Linked DNA regions of Zea mays: regions 1 and 3 are each linked to region 2. A link is a contact called in public Hi-C data. All regions are on one chromosome and are shown on one strand. The core of a region is the stretch at or near the end of the contact, and the rest is flanking DNA. Distances in the headings are between cores, read along the strand shown.

What was found. A called contact is a pair of places that touch in the nucleus more often than the background predicts.
Region 1: a Hi-C map of tassel shows a contact between it and region 2, with 2.0 times the contacts expected there. The contact joins the promoter of LOC100284779 here to the enhancer-like site in region 2. A contact is called at or near these places in 2 of 25 Hi-C or Micro-C datasets (bundle sheath and tassel).
Region 3: a contact with region 2 is called in a Hi-C map of ear, with 2.3 times the contacts expected there. The contact joins the promoter of LOC100282775 here to the enhancer-like site in region 2. A contact is called at or near these places in 3 of 25 Hi-C or Micro-C datasets (ear, endosperm and tassel).

What each region holds. Positions count from the first base shown.
Region 1 is chr1:233,101,531-233,104,262 of Zm-B73-REFERENCE-NAM-5.0, reverse strand. It overlaps LOC100284779, which reads left to right and starts at 1,454. Exons shown (of 3, transcript NM_001157674.2): 1 at 1,454-1,599; 2 at 1,711-1,916. The coding sequence starts at 1,507.
Region 2 is chr1:232,940,533-232,943,347 of Zm-B73-REFERENCE-NAM-5.0, reverse strand. It overlaps LOC103643407, which reads left to right. Exons shown (of 13, transcript XM_008666580.4): 11 at 117-214; 12 at 318-399; 13 at 689-1,222. The coding sequence ends at 772. Among protein-coding and RNA genes, the nearest start is that of LOC103643407, 16 kb to the left of the region's middle. Within about 2 kb of position 1,512, at least 9 of the 20 cell types and tissues checked have an H3K27ac peak or open chromatin away from gene starts, as enhancers often do. A contact at or near this core is called in ear and tassel, where this site is marked.
Region 3 is chr1:232,775,380-232,778,187 of Zm-B73-REFERENCE-NAM-5.0, reverse strand. LOC100282775 reads left to right here and starts at 1,313. Exons shown (of 2, transcript NM_001155681.2): 1 at 1,313-1,442.

The sequences.
Region 1 (2,732 bases), core at 205-2,704, 160 kb before region 2:
GTTACTAAGACAGAGGGAATCTGAACGGCTCCACCTATACGCCTCTACTCATGTGTGCTGTCAGCATTAATTATTCACATAATGTATTCCTTTCATTATGCTCCTGGGCCCGCATGTCGGAGCTCAGCATCCTTGTATGTACCTCCCTTAAACTATAAAAGGGAGGGGACACAGCGTTACAAGGGACACACTCAATACAACTTACAGACAGTGGATGTAGGGTATTACGCTCCAGCGGCCTGAACCACTATAAACCCTCGAGTGTTCTTGTGTTTATCCGAAATTCACCAAACAGACAAGCGCTTAGGCCCCCTCCTCATCTTAGGATTAAGGCGGGTGCATTCTGTCACCCGGTCGGAAGATTTTCCCACTGACACCCCCTTAACCCATTAGGTCTTGTTCGGTTAATCCCGTTACCCATGAATTTGATGAGATTGAAAAAATTAAGAATGAGTTTGACTTCTTGAAATTTAAACTCATCCAATCCACATGGATTGAGAGCTAACCGAACAAGACCTTAGTTGGCCGACTGATGGGCTGAGCACCCGAGAGGCCGAGACTAAGAAAGTGAGAACCGAAGAAGTTCATATGCTTTGCTGAGTACTGAGCTAACTTGGCCAGTTTGATGTGTCTGCTAGGAGTTGGCCAGCTCCCAGTCCCAGCCTCCCAGGTGGCACCGTGACAGGCCACACCGTCACTAGAGATGTCCAAATGGGCCGCCCGGCCCGGTCCGTCCCGGGCCCGGTGAAGCCCGGCCCGTTTTGGGCCCGGCCCGCCAGGCACGATTAGAAAACCGGGCCGGGCCGTCTAGGCACGCGGTCTTAATTTCTTGTCCGAGCCCGGCCCGCAGCGGGCCTAAACGGGCCGGACGGCCCGTTTAGCACGAAAAAAGCGGGCCGAAAAGCGGGCTATGCGGGCCGGTAAGCACGTTTTAGTATAAAAAAGCGGGCTTAACGGGCTTGGAGCTAAACGGGCCGTGCCGGGCTAGCCCGCCGTGCCTAGTTTCTTGTCCGAGCCCGGCCCGCTTATTCGTGTCGGGCCGGCCCGGACCCGCATAGAACCGGGCCCAAACAACGGGCTTCGTGCCGGGCTCGCGGGCCTCGTGCTTATTGGACATCTATAACCGTCACAGCCACAGGACACAGATCGCCCCTTGTTTTTAAATCTCGGTTTTTTCGGTTAAACCGAAAACTGAACCGAATTGTGTGGCTAACTGAATGACCGGTTTTCTCTTCTCTATTGAGAATTTTGGTTTACATTATTCAAAACCGAACTATAAAAAAAACCAAAAAAATTTCGATTAACCGAGCCCAGTCCTAGCTGCGACCATATCAGTCAACGGCTCAACGCGCACAAGCTCTTGCTTCGCATTTGTCCCCGAGCCAAGAAGCCAAACTGCGAAAGCATCCGCGAGAACACGCGCTCCGCACGTCTGAAATCCAAGACCATCACCAACCCAAAGTCTTGCGCCTTGCCCGGTCCCCGCCTTTTCGGAGATCGCACCCAATGGCCGGCTCAACCAAGGTGCTGGCCGCCATCCTGCTCGTCGACCTCGTCGCCTTCGGCCTCGCCATCGGCGCGGTGCAGAGCCGCCCCTCGGTACATTCCTACTGCCGCCGTCTTTCTTCCCTGCCTGCTTTTTCTTTCTCCCGTTCTCTGACGCGGGCGCCGCCACCACTCTTCTCCCTGTTTGCCGTCCCGGTTCCACAGGCGAGGCTGGAGACGGACGAGAGGCAGGAGTGGACCTACTGCGTGTACCGCACGGACGCCGCCACGGCGCTGGGCGGCGCCGCGCTCGCGCTGGTGTTCGTGGGACAGGCGGTGGCCGCCGCCGCCAGTCGCTGCTTCTGCTGCGGGTCCGTGCTGCGGCCCGGCGGCGCCAGGGCCTGCGCGCTCGTCCTCTTCATCTCCTCCTGGTACCACTAATTCTTCCTCGCCGATCCCAATATTCTCCTGTCCTCCCGACCTCCCCCAAACTCTTCCCTTTCTCAGCTCGCCAGTCGCCACCTTGACTTCCCGCGTCAGGCTGACGCGCGGGCCCCACCGCCGGAGGCATCTCGATCCATATTGCGTTCTCATTTTTTTAGCAGAGTCGTGAGAGTTTAGCGATTGGAATGGAATCTTAGCTGTCCATGTTGGGCTACCATAAAGTCAAGAGCTGTTTGTGTAGGAAAGCGTGTTGGATCAATGGCTGCCCAATGTCGCCCATCATAATTATTTGTTCAAGCTGAAATGGTTGTTCCATGCGCGGTGTAGCAGTAGCATTTGGGAACATATGCTGACAATCCTAGCGGCTTTCTTAACATAATATTAGAAAAAAACAGTTGGTTGTCCTTTTTTTTTCCCTCTCTCGTTAAAGCTGCTAAGATAGTAAGGTATTCAGCCATTTTGTTCAAGTTCAAGAGCACCAGAGTTCACTGGATTTTGGAGGTGGTCCATGTGTTCTTTCATGGTTTCATCACATTTACTAGCCACCAAGGTTAACAAACGAATTCTGTAGACAAAAGACAACTCTAGGTAAAAATGTTTTCTGGTAGCTGCCAGGATATCTGCTCGTTAACATTTGTATTTTACATGTTGCTTTGTGGATTTGCACATGGTTTTGGAGACATAATTATTGGAATGGTAGTGTGGTGTCGGCTCCAGTGGAATCCAAAGTGTGCTGCCTGCTCAATTATAAATTAAAATGCTTAAATTGTTTAGTAGCAGCTTTAACTCTTAGCACTTTTTTA
Region 2 (2,815 bases), core at 263-2,762:
ATTACAGCTTTTCTGTATTTTATATTTCTACATGCTACCTAGAAACGTATAACTGTGTTCTGCATATCGTATGACTCTCATGAGCCATTTATTTGATGTTTGTTTCTAATTCTCAGGATGATGAAGAATCTCTGTTGCAAGGAGAACGCGAAGCTGAAATGATGATTGTGGAGGCCTATGCAGCTCTTGTGCTCGCCTTTCTTTCAACGGAAAGGTTCATAGTGCCTTATTTCATAATCTTTTCTTAATTAGTTATAATTTTAATGTGAGCCCCACCCCACTGCCGTCAGCTTATGAACTGATGTTTGCTGCCACAGTATGAAGGTTCGAGGAGCCATTTCTAGTTGCCTTCCGGACAACAACTTGAAAGTTCTTGTACCAGTGCTAGAGAAATTTGTGGTATGTTTCCATAATTTCTGAATGTACTGTCTCAAGCAACGTTCGAGAGAGATACATGAACTACCATTTTTCTGGGAGCCAGTAATTTGTCATGTCCATAGATGCTAATCCCTATTCTTTATGTACGTTGTATATATTTGTTCGTTTTCTGGCATGTTTACTACGTCTACATAGTATGCGACTGCTCTAGATTAAAAAATGTCTTGGTTGTTTTCCCGATCTTCCTTCCCGCGACAACCTTATAGCTAGTTTTGCTCGTAATTTACCTGACCATCTTGGTCTCCTGCAGTCATTTCATCTGCAGCTCAACATGATGACAAGGGAAACGCATTCAGCTGTGACTGAAGTCATCGAAAGATGTCGGCTATCATAGAAGTGGGAAGAGGCGCCCTGTACAGATTAGCTGACCTCTTTGCAGCCGAAGCACACACAGGTGTTGCTCATCACCTGGCCAGGGCGCAACAAATGGATGCCAGAGGCTGGCCTGCAGTGGGCTTTGGGAGCTAACAGTGATTTTATTCTTTCTTTTGTCCCTAGTTTCTTGTTCTCCGCATCCCCCGAAATCACATGTTTCATTGTCGTAGGAATAGTCCGTATTATGAATGTACAATAACAACATAGGCCGTAGGGGGAATGTAGTTGTGCTGTTTCAGTTCCTGGGCTGTCTGCCTTTCAGGTTGTATGCTCGTGTCACATGGAATCAGTGACCGCATGCCTAAATCTGAGTTAAGATTGTATATCACATAATAGCCGTGCAATTCAACTATGTAGCCCTATGTACAGAGGCGCCATATATTGAAGCATCTTCTGGTTGCAAAAAACATGAATGTTGTATAAATAGTGTAACTGAAGGTATACAAATCTTCCAGGCAGTTCCTTGGTGCTATATAATGCACGGCTTAGTGGCGTAGCTAGGATTTTTCTCATGAGGTATGTCGTAAGAATTTTTTCATAAAAAAATAGTATAATTCATAATAATTTGGTGTATAATTCAGCACATAAAAATAAGAATAGTACATGAAATTATAGATTTAGCATTTAAGTTCATAAATACGTACATATCAGTTTTTTTCTTGGGCCTTGGTCGACTGGTGGGTCGTAAGGTATGCCACGGCCCACCTCACATCACACTAAAAGATATCGCTTCAGGATGTCTTCAACTATTCACCCTATCTAGCTTTTTCTATACATTATAATTTAGTTACTTGATATTTTTTTTATCAGTTTTGAAGTTTGAGAAATCATAGACTATTCGTACTATTATAATATACATTGTTATTAGGTTATGGTACTTAAAAACATTAATATCACAAAGAAATAGAATAATTAAAGAGTAGAGGGAGATTAGAGGTTTCCATATTTACGGGGGAGCAGACTCTCCATCACATCGGGTGAGGCTTGGGGTGTTGTTGGAGCCATTTCTCACCTAAAGGATAATGAAGATGGGGTGGGGCGTTTCTACGGTGGAGGCTTAAATATGGCTTAAGATTGTCTCTAACAACAACTGTAGTGTTTTGTTTGATAAATGTAGTGGATGGAGAACTACTCTACGCCTCAAGCAGCACGCGCTAAAGCCTCCTCTATCTTAGTGGACGACACTGACGTCCCCTGAATGTGGCGGATGTTCTCCATCCGCTAAAGCCGAGTCTGCTACTCGCTCCCGCGCTCGCATAGGAATACATCGATGGAGGAGCGGGCGATGATGCCGACTGGTTTCATGTTCCTGCATGTGAGATCTATGAAGCTATTTGATTGGAATGGGATGGATTGGATTCGTTCCGGGTACAATTGATTCCGCCGACGTTTCTAAATTTCTTCAATTTTTCTTTGATATAGGTTGAGCTATTCTGCTCATTTTTTTATTTCTTCAAAATTTTCCTCTGTAGTGTTTTGGATCCAGTTTTTTGGTTGTTCACTTTCCAAATGAGTGGAGGGGGGGGGGGGGGTTGCGTTTAACACCTGGTAAGGGAGATAAAGAGAAAAAAGCAGTTTATTTTATAACCATGAAAACATCTAGTTCTCTAGTTTGGTTTTGGTGATTAAAGATAATGTTAGGTTGTTGTAAATTAATGTGTGTTTTGAGGAGACAATGAAAGTCAGGTCATGATAGTTGTGATTTGTTGAGTGTTGGGCATATATGGATTTTGTGTCTCCATTGATGATATTTTTTTGTTTTCAAAGGATGAGCTAGAGGATTAAAAATCGGTTAGTTCTAAGGCCCCTTTTAGTAGGGCTTATAGAAGGCGGCTAGTTCTAAGGCCCTTTTAGTAGGGCTTCTCGGAGGTGGCTTTGCTCTGACTTCATTATTATTTACAGAAATCATACTAAGATTGTTTTTTAAAATAATATTGCCTTAAAGCACTTCTTTCATTTTTGTTACAATGATAAAAACAAAAATAATGGCTCCGCTAGCTTT
Region 3 (2,808 bases), core at 64-2,563, 160 kb after region 2:
TGCCAAAGGGGAAAGTTTATTCAGGGGAGCTTTCATTTGGCGAAAGGAAAATCATTTGAAAAAAGGAGAGAATCTTTCAAATATTAGATATGATTTTGAAATTTTGATTCTCATAGATTAGGCCAATTGCAAATGAATTTGAAAAGATTTTATCAGAAGAATTGCAAAATCAAGCTAAGTGGGGCAAATGTGGTCTAAAATTTTAACTATGTCAAAAACATACATATGTTCTTAGAACTTCTTTCATTTCAGTAACTTATACACTCTTATCAAAATTGCAAACTAGTTACATTTCTACACTTCATATTTATTTTGATTTGTGTTGGCATCAATCACCAAAAAGAGAGATTGAAAGAGAAATGGCCCTCAACCATACTCTCTAATTGATTTAAACAGACTTTGAGACAAATTAAAAAACAAACATTATAGATATTTTCTATTAAACCATTCTAAAACTTATTATCAATTAATCGTTTTAAAATTATATGGTAGACCACATATAAGACAATGGAATGGAGGGAGTAGTTTTATGAGCAGTAAAAATTAACTAGCCTTTTTATGTACATAGGCCTCCAACCAAATGGGTGCCGACTTGCTTGGTCCGATAAAAACACTTTTCTGGCAAATCTCCAACCAGACCAACCAAATGGTGGTGTTTAGTTCCGTCTGACTAACTGAGTGTTTGATTTTCCTAAGTAAAGTTTAGTTCACGTCACATTAAATATTTAAATATTAATTACGTATATTAAATATATTCTAATTATAAACTAATTATAGACGACGACTAAATAACAAGACAAATTTATTAAGCCTAACTAATCTATAATTAGCAAATGTTTATTGTAGCATCACATGAATGAATCATAAACTAATCATGTTAATAGACTCGACTTACCGTTTAGTTCTTATACGTGGAATTAGTTTGTAATTAGACTATATTTAATATTTCTAACTAGTATTTAATCACCTGATGTGATGAGGCTGAATTTTAGCATTGAATCAAACAGGTCTTAAATTTTAGTCTCTGTCACATCATATGTTTAAATAATAATTATATGTATTAAATATAATCTAATTATAAAACTAATTATAAAGATGAAGACTAAAAAATAGAGAAACTTATTAAACCTAATTAAGATTATATTTAATATTTATAATTAATATTCAAATATTTAAAAGGATGACAACTAAACTTCGAAAAACCAAACACCCCACTAAAAATGTCATTGGGCTGTTCAAAAAAAAAAAACTGTCACTAGGCACTAGCCACCCGACCTGCCTGTAGGCTGTAGCTGTCTCCTATATGCTGCGACCCTAGCCTGCCTTGTCTTCTTCATCAATCATCACCGCAAGCGTGCGCGCAACCCAGCTCCCACCGACGACTGCACCGGCCGTCGCTGCCGCGCTACTTCGGCCCCTTTTCCGGCGACGAGCACCACCAGGTAAGCCCTCCCCTTGGTCTCCCCTTCCTGCTGTGCGAAGCCGTGCGCCGAAACCCTAACTTACTACGCCCTCCCCTTCTCCCTTCCTGCTGTGCGAAGCCGTGCCCCCAAACCCTAACATAGTATTCGGATCTGAATCTTGTATATGCATGGATTGTGCCTACTAACTTCGATTGCTTTGCAAAAATTATCGGGCTGTTACACCCATGTTCTTTACTGGGCCCGCCCCTGGGTGCTGTTGGGGGTGCGGCGGCCCGCGGGCGCAGGTGCGGCTGATTCCAGCCTTTTTGTTTGATTTCTTCCTCAATAGATTAGCAACAAAAAACATGGATTAGCAACTTTGACATGGACGGTTCAGTTAGCGACCAAAATCAGAGCTGTTCTTTCTAGGGTTTTCCGAGGCTAGGCACGTCTGCTGCCTCCACGCTGCTGGTAGCTCTGCTTGCTTGCTCCATGTCTAGGGTTTGATCCTGCACGGTCCGTGAGGTAACTAGAAGGCACCTAGAAGGCTTTGCCGGTGTCACACACGGCGGTAGAGCACGGTGGCGCAGCCTCAAGCAGAGAAGGGAGGAAGAAGAGATAAGGAGTAATTTGTTTGTTCATGTTTGATAGGCAACACACATACATACATATATAGGTTCAGTACATAGGCCAAATCTAACATGAAATAGTACACAGGCCCAAAAAATCGACCTACTAACTCTTCATATTACCATCATATGGCTAAGGTCATGACAGGTCCATGCAGAGTAGGAAGGCACCTTTTCGTCACTCGAACCTGTTGCTTGACCTGCAAGTGTCGGGCGGTGCACCTGTGCCCTTGTTGCCGCGATGCAGATTATGTGGGTTTTGAGTTGGACAGCTGATGGAGTGCAAATCTCTGGCCTGCCAGGTAGTCCTCCTGGTTGTTGGTTCCTGCATCTATTTCTGATTGCGGGTAGGGTATACCTGAAGAAATGAACCTTAGTCGTGTCCTGACGACGATATGGTAGCCTTGTGGAATTGCCTCTGTGCTTGCGCTTGAAACACGGCCTCCGTGCTTACTTACCTCGCTTAAGGCCTTAACGTTGGTGCATTCTTGCACAGCCCGCACATGTCAAGCACCACACTTCCATGATGGTATTTCGTTTTTCTGCTGAACTCAACCACCCCAAAAATTTCCCAATCGCGCTAGCCTCAACCCTTTTTGCATTGCCACTGTGAGCAAGACTCACCCAACTACTGTTTCTGCCACACCTCCTCATAGCACTTCTGCTGCCACCATCGTCTGCCTCTCTCCTCCACCACTGCTGACCACAGCCCGATCTGAGGTGCCCCGATCGGTATGTCCTGACCTTCAGAATCCTTTCCCCTCTCGTTCTTAGCT